Regions from separate parts of the Mus musculus genome. Here region 1 is linked to region 2. Evidence: chromatin contacts called from public promoter capture Hi-C data. All regions are on one chromosome and are shown on one strand. Each heading gives the region's core, a stretch centred on a gene start, on an enhancer-like site or on the middle of the called end of the contact. The rest is flanking DNA. Distances are from core to core; before and after follow the strand shown.

Region 1 (3,556 bases), core at 480-2,979, 510 kb after region 2:
GAAGAAAGAAAGGGAGAGAGTGAGAGATTTTTGAAACCTGAAAGCCTACCCCCAGTGACATACTAACTTCAAGGCCACACCTCTTAATCCTTCCTAAACAGTGCCAGCCATTCTTATTCAAATCACTCCCCTCCCCCCACCTCCTGATCCTTTCTGCCTTGCGGCAAGGTTTCCCTCAACCGACAAGGCCTAGGACGTCCAACCCTCTAGAACCACAAGCCCAGCAAACCTGTAGTTTTTATGATATTCTGTTACAGTAGTGGAACATGGGGCAGGACACCCCAGACTCCACCATGTGCCTTGTATTAGGAGGTAACGCAGGGACACCTTACAGTAGGATGAAATATCAAGTCAAAGCCAGGGTCCACAGGGAATAGGAGACAAGATCTCTCTCTCTCATTCTCTCTCTCTCTCTCTCTCTCTCTCTCTCTCTCTCTCTCTCTCTCACACACACACACACACACACACACACACACACTGAAAGTGACAGAGCAGAGCTGTGCAGGAGCTTCCAAGACATGAGCTCAAGCTTTAGCAAGAGGTGAGCAACTCTGAGCCGGAGGTGGGGTGTAGGGGGAGGGAGAACTAACATCCGATAACACTGAAATGATATTAAAATAATATTGATGTAACATCAAGACTTGATAAGTAAAAACAAATCTCAGTATTTTTTTTTAAAGAAAGACATTAATTAATTCCAGAAAAAGCAATATCTGCTGCTAGAAGTCAAACATAACTGTGAAATACTAGTGAGTAACTGTGATATACCGAGTGGGTTGTCAGCGAACCCCGGCAGTGAGGCCAAAATGCCTATCGTATTAGGAGAGCAGGGGGTAGGGGGAGAAGTAGAGGAAAAAGTGATGAAATAAAAGAACTAAATAACGTCTTGTGTAATCACTTAAGAGGTAATATCCTGTGCACACTAGCAATAAATGGCACGGTGTTTGGAAGACCCACATAACCACACTCACGGTGGCTAGCAGCCTACAGAGCTGAGACTGAACGGAGATTGGAACAGTAAAGGCCAATTCCTGGTGCACATCTTTTTTGAATATATTGGGTCTTATCTAAGGGTCTTAGTTCACTTTAATGAACAGTTAAAAACAAGGTAAGACTCCAAGAGCAACGACTGCTCTTCCAGAGGTCCTGAGTTCAATTCCCAGCAACCATATAGTGGCTCCCAACCATCTGTAATGGGATCCGATGCCCTCTTCTGGTGTGTCTTAAAGACAGCTCCAGTGTATTCATAAATAAAATAACAAACAAACAGACAGACAGACAAACAAAGACTCCAGGAATCTGTGCTTTGATACGCGGTCCCGGTCATGTCTGCTTGACCAAACGTGGAGGTGAGCAGCCTAAACTCCCACTGTCTCCTCACCATCAGGGTCACACTGGATTTCTCCGTAGGTTTGTGGAGAAGAGATGAATGCACTAGACACGGTCCACATGGCACCACTTGGCAGATGGTAATGCCAGTGTCTGACTTTTTTTTTTTTTTACTGTACCCTTTTACAGTTTGCTACTAGACAACTTTGTAACACTAGACAAACTAGGGCATCGTAGCCCGACAGAAACTTCTGAGGGCCTACAAAAACACAGACCAAGAAATGAAATGTCTACTTGAAAAAGATTTGGCTAGAAAAAATTAGAACATTCGGCTGTACAGCGCTGAGTCAGACAAAAATGGGTTAGAGAGCTGCACCACCCACTCCTCGCCTGGGCTATGTGCTGCCTCTCCCCCATTCCTCTGTGCTTGGATGTGATCTCTATGCAGAGCCAGTGAAGGGGGTAAAGCCACAGCCCAGAGTACAGAGACAGTCCTCAAGTTCTCTGTCAAGAGCCCCATCTGCATCCTGGGTGGGTAGAGGCATTGTGGCATAGGCCATGAATGGTAGAAGACTAGGAAGGCCTTATTAATATCAGCTGCCCATCTCCAGGGTCAGGTCTAATCTTGGCTCATGCTTTAGAAGTGGGGCAGCTTTGTAAATGAGCAGGGAAGTCTACAATTGTAACGTATGAGGTATAAAGTCATCCCTTGGTCATCATCTCACGCAGTGCAAAGCATGCGACTGTCAGTGTGATTGAAAACAACTTGGGGTGGAAGCCATTACATTCTAAAGCAGAGGAAAATAACCTCAGAACACAGATGGCTGCTATCTCCTCCACTTCTCTGCCATTAGACAGCTTTCATTAGGGGAAACGACTCATAAACGGGGAAACTTTCCCAGAACACTGCAAATTTGGAAGGTATGGTGGAGTGTGCATTTGGGGTTCTCTGTAAGGGAAAATTGGGACCCAGAAAAGATCAAGGCCCAGGGATGAAGGATGGGTTAGAAGAAAGTGGTCTAAGAAGAGGATCCCAGGGTTTCTAGAGGACCAGGCCAGGGAGGGATGGGAGCAGCTAGGGAATCCTCAATTCCCTCACCACTGGGCATGGCAATTTTGGAGGTCGTTGGCTGGCGTCTAGAGGAGGAGAGGGAAATCCCAGAAGTCACTGCCAGGCCCACAGAAACTGATGGGTGCAGGCAGAGAAGCTGGAAGGACATCGAGGGAGAAGAACTTTGGGTGCAAAAGCTCAAGACTGGGAATTGCCCCCAAGCACTGAAAGGAAGCGAGAGCCTCTCCAGTCAGGATAGGAAGCGGGCAGGGCAGCACACCCGAGACTGGTGTGGATGACATGGGTCTATGTTACATCACAGGAAGGGTAGATGCTGTGGCCTTGTACAGACTGAGGCAAAGAGAAGTGTCACTGAACCTGAGAGGACTCTGGGCTCAACTCGGGGAGTCAGGACCAGCAGGCATGAGCCGCTGCAGGCTGCAGTAACCTGCTCTGTTTTGCATACCATGAAGGCTTCCACACCCATGTGACAAACTCCTACACAACCTTTAAGCCAGGGCCTGAATACCCCTACTGGAGTCATGTGACTCCAGACTAAGGGATGCTATTGTACTTGGTTTATTTTTCACACCACCCTGTCCCAGGGCTGGCAGAATTCAGATATCTAGATTTATATCTACACATGTTTAACGTGTTCAATATTATTAGAAAAATCAATGTTCTCAGCTGAGTCCTCTGTGTCGCCATCACTGTAGAGACACCTCACAGAAGACACTCTAACCTAGAGGAAGAACGGCCTTAAAGCAAGAGCAGCAGACAAGCAAATGAAAACTAGGTTTGAAAACAATATAGTCATGGTCGGTGCTATTTCCAATAAAACAAGCAACAAGAGGAAGCAGATAAAACACACAGAGAGAGGAAACTTGCCTTCCCCCCCCCAGCCCCAGTGTGGTGTGTGTGTGTGTGTGTGTGTGTGTGTGTGTGTGTGTGTGTGTATGTGTGTGCCCGAGTTAGGCTCTCATCTAAGCTTTCCTAACATATGCATAGAGACTGCAGGCACATAAGATAACAGTCCTATAAGCTGTATTGGGGTGCCAGGCTGCAGTTACAGGGTCCCATCAGCCCTTGCAGGAATCTATTCTCTAAATATAGCACTCCAGGCTTCTGAGAGCAAAGGCAGAGAAGCTCTTCCAGGCAGTGGAATTTTCCACTTTG
Region 2 (3,469 bases), core at 444-2,943:
GGAGGATCTGAGAGTTGTAAACCTTGTTTCAAAGGCAAACAGGAGAAGACTACTGTCTTCCAGGTAGCTAGGAGGAGTGTCTCAAAGCCCATCCCCACAGTGGCACATTTCCTCCAACAAGGCCACACCTACTCCAATAAGGCTATGTCTCCTAACAGTACCACTTTCCTGGGCCAAACATATTCAAACCACCACACACTGTAAGTCACCTTTTGGGGGTTTGTCTTTCTATTTCAAACATTTTCACTGACGCCAGGCACAGAAGCCCATGGCTGTAATGGGGACTCTTAAGAGCAGAGAAACTATGAGTCTGAGGTCAACCTGGGGTATGTGATAAGTTCCAGGCTAGGAGAGGTTATAGAGTGAGACTTTGTCTTGAAACAGCAACAAACAGGTATGTGGGAGTAGGTGGATGGGTGGAGGAACATCCTCATAGAAGCAGGGGGAGGGAGGATGGGATAGGGGGTTTCCTGGGGGCCAGGGTGGGAAAGGGGATAACATTTGAATTGTAAGTAAAGAAAATATCTGGATGGCTCAGCGGTTAAGAGCACCGACTGCTCTTCCAGAGACCTTGAGTTCAATTCCCAGCAACCACATGGTGGCTCACAACCACCTGTAATGGGATCTGATGCTCTCTTCTGGTGTGTCAGAAGACAGTTACAGTGTACTCATATACATATAATAAATAATTCTTAAAAGAAAAGAAAATATCCAAGGAAAAAACAACAACAAAACATCACTGAGGTATAATTTACATAAACTCAAATTACAACTTTCATTTCATGTGTAAAACTGTACACCTGGGAAGACATCTCCACTACAGAACATCATTCCCAACTCCTAACTAACTCCCACCCGGATACTTCTGATTAGTTACTACAGATTCATCCTGTAGGTTCTAGGATTTCCTATATATTTAAGTATACCATATACATTCATTTTGCACCTTTGAGAAGCTTTTAAATTATAATCCGGTTTTATAAATTAACAGGCCTTTGCATTTGTATAGATTATAAATCCATCTCTTGGAGTAATTGATCTATATCTCTCTAAGTGGTCTTTTTTATTCTTGCTGATGTGCTGATTATAGTTTTCTGTGCTCTGTGACACTAACGTTCACATCTACTAGAGCAGAAAATATATTTTCTATTTTTGGTGAAAAATTTAGAAGACTTTAAACCCTGTAAAACATTATTTCATATATGCAGTGGCTTGCCTGCATGCATGTATGTGTACCAGTTTGTGCCCTGTGTTTTGTGATATAGGAAGAGGGTGATGGATCACCTGGAATTGGAAATAAAATCTCACCCCTTAGCATGTCTTGAGAGTATTCGCGTTACCCTGACACATGGGTCCCAGGCTTCATAATCCTAAGTACCGGGCTCTAAAGCAAGATTTGTCATAAACGAATTGCTTGAGCACTGACACTCACCTGTAAGAGAGCCCCTGACCTCCTAACCTCAGAGCAGCTTAGTGTAAATCTCCTGCTAAGGCAGAGTGAAGAAGCCCTGGGAAGAGATAATGGTCCACAGAGTAAGTACTGAAGTAGGCGGGGTATTGCCAAGTCCTTCGCCCCGCCTACTTTCCTTCCCCACGCCTACTCCCATTTCCTAGCCGCGGCGCACAGTGCGCAGAAGCACCCCGAGCTCGGCCACGCCCCTCCGCAGGTTCCGCCTGCGCGCGCACGCCCGTAGAGCACGCACTTCCGGGGCGTGTCCCCGCCGGTGCGGGAACTATCCTTTTAAGAGGGGCTTTCCCGGTTTCATTTCAACTTGGTCCCGACCCGGAGCTGCGGCGGGTAGCCTGGGCTGCGCTAGGTGAGTGCTCGGGCCTCCAGGCTCCCTGTTCCGCCCCCGCGACACCCGACCAGGGAACGCGTTCGAAGCTTTCACGCCCCCATCCCGAAACTTCCGCCTTGTAAAATCCCCAGAGCCTGGAGGTTGGGGTTCAGCTTCTTTTCGTACAGTTTGTTAGGTTGGAGTTGTACTGCTTTCTGGTGGCTTACTTCTTTCTGTTGTTTCTCCTTTGTGTTGGCCTTTGTTTTTAGTTTTAGATTTATTGCTATTGTTGAGTATGGTGTAGATGTGGGCGCGTGAGTGGAGGTCAGAGGACAACTCTCTGGGGTCGCTTCCCTCCATCCGCCTTTACGAGGGTCCCAGAGTTGAACTCGGGTAGCCCGGCATGCTGGGCAAATGCCTCTACCTGCTGAGCCCCCTCACCGGCGTTTGTTGTTTTGTTTTTGTTGCTTTTAAAGGTGATAATATTGACGTTCTTTCTCTCTCTCCCTGGCTGTTCTGGATCTCGCTCTGTAGACCCGACTAGCCTTCCTTTACCTCCTGGCGCTGGGATTAAAGGTGTGTGCAACCACGCCACTCTTGGGGTTAGTTTCTTAATCTGAGAGCCTAGTGTTCTCATGAAAGCTTTTGGCTTTTTTGATTTGGCGCTGTGGAGAAAATTTATCCCAGGAAGCATTTGTTTCATTCAGTATGTGGGTTCAGTGGCATACAAACGAAAACTTGTCTTTCTTTCTTTCCTTTCCTTTCTTCTTTCTCTTTTTTCTCTTCTCTTTTCTTCTCCCTCTCTTCTCCCTCTCTTCTCCCTCTCCTCTCCCTCTCCTCTCTCCCTCCCCCTCCCCTCCCCCTCCTCTCCTCTTTCTTTTCTTTCCTTTCCTCTCTTTCTCTTTCTCTTTCTTCTCTTTCTCTTTCTCTCTCTCTCTCTCTCTCTCTCTCTCTCTCTCTCTCTCTCTCTCTCTTTCTCTTTCTCTTTCTCTTTCTCTTTCTCTTTCTCTTTCTCTTCTTCTCTCTCCTCTCCCTCTCCTCTTTCTTCAGTGTCTCTTGTAGCCAGAGCTGGTCCTTAACTCCGGATCCTTTTGCCTCTGCCTTGTACTGCGTGTAGGCTAGGCTTGTAACTGTTGCCAGCCCTTATTTGTTTATTTATTTATAGACAGTGTCCTTTGTAGCCTAAACTGGCCTGAACTTCTGAAACTCTTGCTTCTGCCTGGTACTGGGATTACAGGCGGCTACACTTCCCCCAGTTCAAGCTTTTATTTAGTAATCATTAGTACTTTTTATGTAATTAGCTCCCAAGAGAACAGTGATGCCTGCCTGCCTTTCTTTTCTCTTTTCTTTTCTTTTCTTTTCTTTTCTTTTCTTTTCTTTTCTTTTCTTTCTTTCTTTCTTTCTTTTTTTGTTTGTTGGTTTGTTTTTTTGTTTTTCGAGACAGGGTTTCTCTGTGTAGCCCTGGCTGTCCTGGAGACCAGGACTGGCCTCGAACTCAGAAATCTGCCTGCCTCTGACTCCCAAATGCTGGGATTACAGGCATGTGCCACCACTGCCCGGCTGATGCTCGTTTTCCTTGACGGTACAAGTGTACAAGGCAGTATAGAGCAGAGGCAAGAGGATCCGATGCTGGAGTGACTGGGAAGTAAAACAAAAATAACCCTACCATATTCTTTCCACAAAACCTAAAA

What was found. Promoter capture Hi-C pulls out the DNA fragments that hold promoters and counts their contacts.
Region 1: a promoter capture Hi-C map of hippocampal neurons shows a contact between it and region 2, with 2.2 times the contacts expected there. The contact joins the enhancer-like site here to the promoter of Katna1 in region 2. A contact is called at or near these places in 5 of 39 promoter capture datasets (cranial neural crest, hippocampal neurons, liver and 2 more), 1 of 15 datasets of contacts at CTCF or cohesin (large pre-B cells), 1 of 484 Hi-C or Micro-C datasets (bone marrow-derived macrophages) and 2 of 9 other capture datasets (embryonic stem cells and macrophages).

What each region holds. Positions count from the first base shown.
Region 1 is chr10:8,235,257-8,238,812 of GRCm38.p6, forward strand. The region is part of intron 7 of Ust (uronyl-2-sulfotransferase); the gene reads right to left. All of the region lies in intron 2 of 4930573G07Rik (a long non-coding RNA gene), which reads left to right. Among named protein-coding and RNA genes, the nearest start is that of 4930573G07Rik, 28 kb to the left of the region's middle. Within about 2 kb of position 1,730, at least 17 of the 459 cell types and tissues checked have an H3K27ac peak or open chromatin away from gene starts, as enhancers often do. A contact at or near this core is called in hippocampal neurons, where this site is marked.
Region 2 is chr10:7,724,307-7,727,775 of GRCm38.p6, forward strand. It overlaps Katna1 (katanin p60 (ATPase-containing) subunit A1), which reads left to right and starts at 1,694. Exons shown (of 11, transcript NM_011835.2): 1 at 1,694-1,817.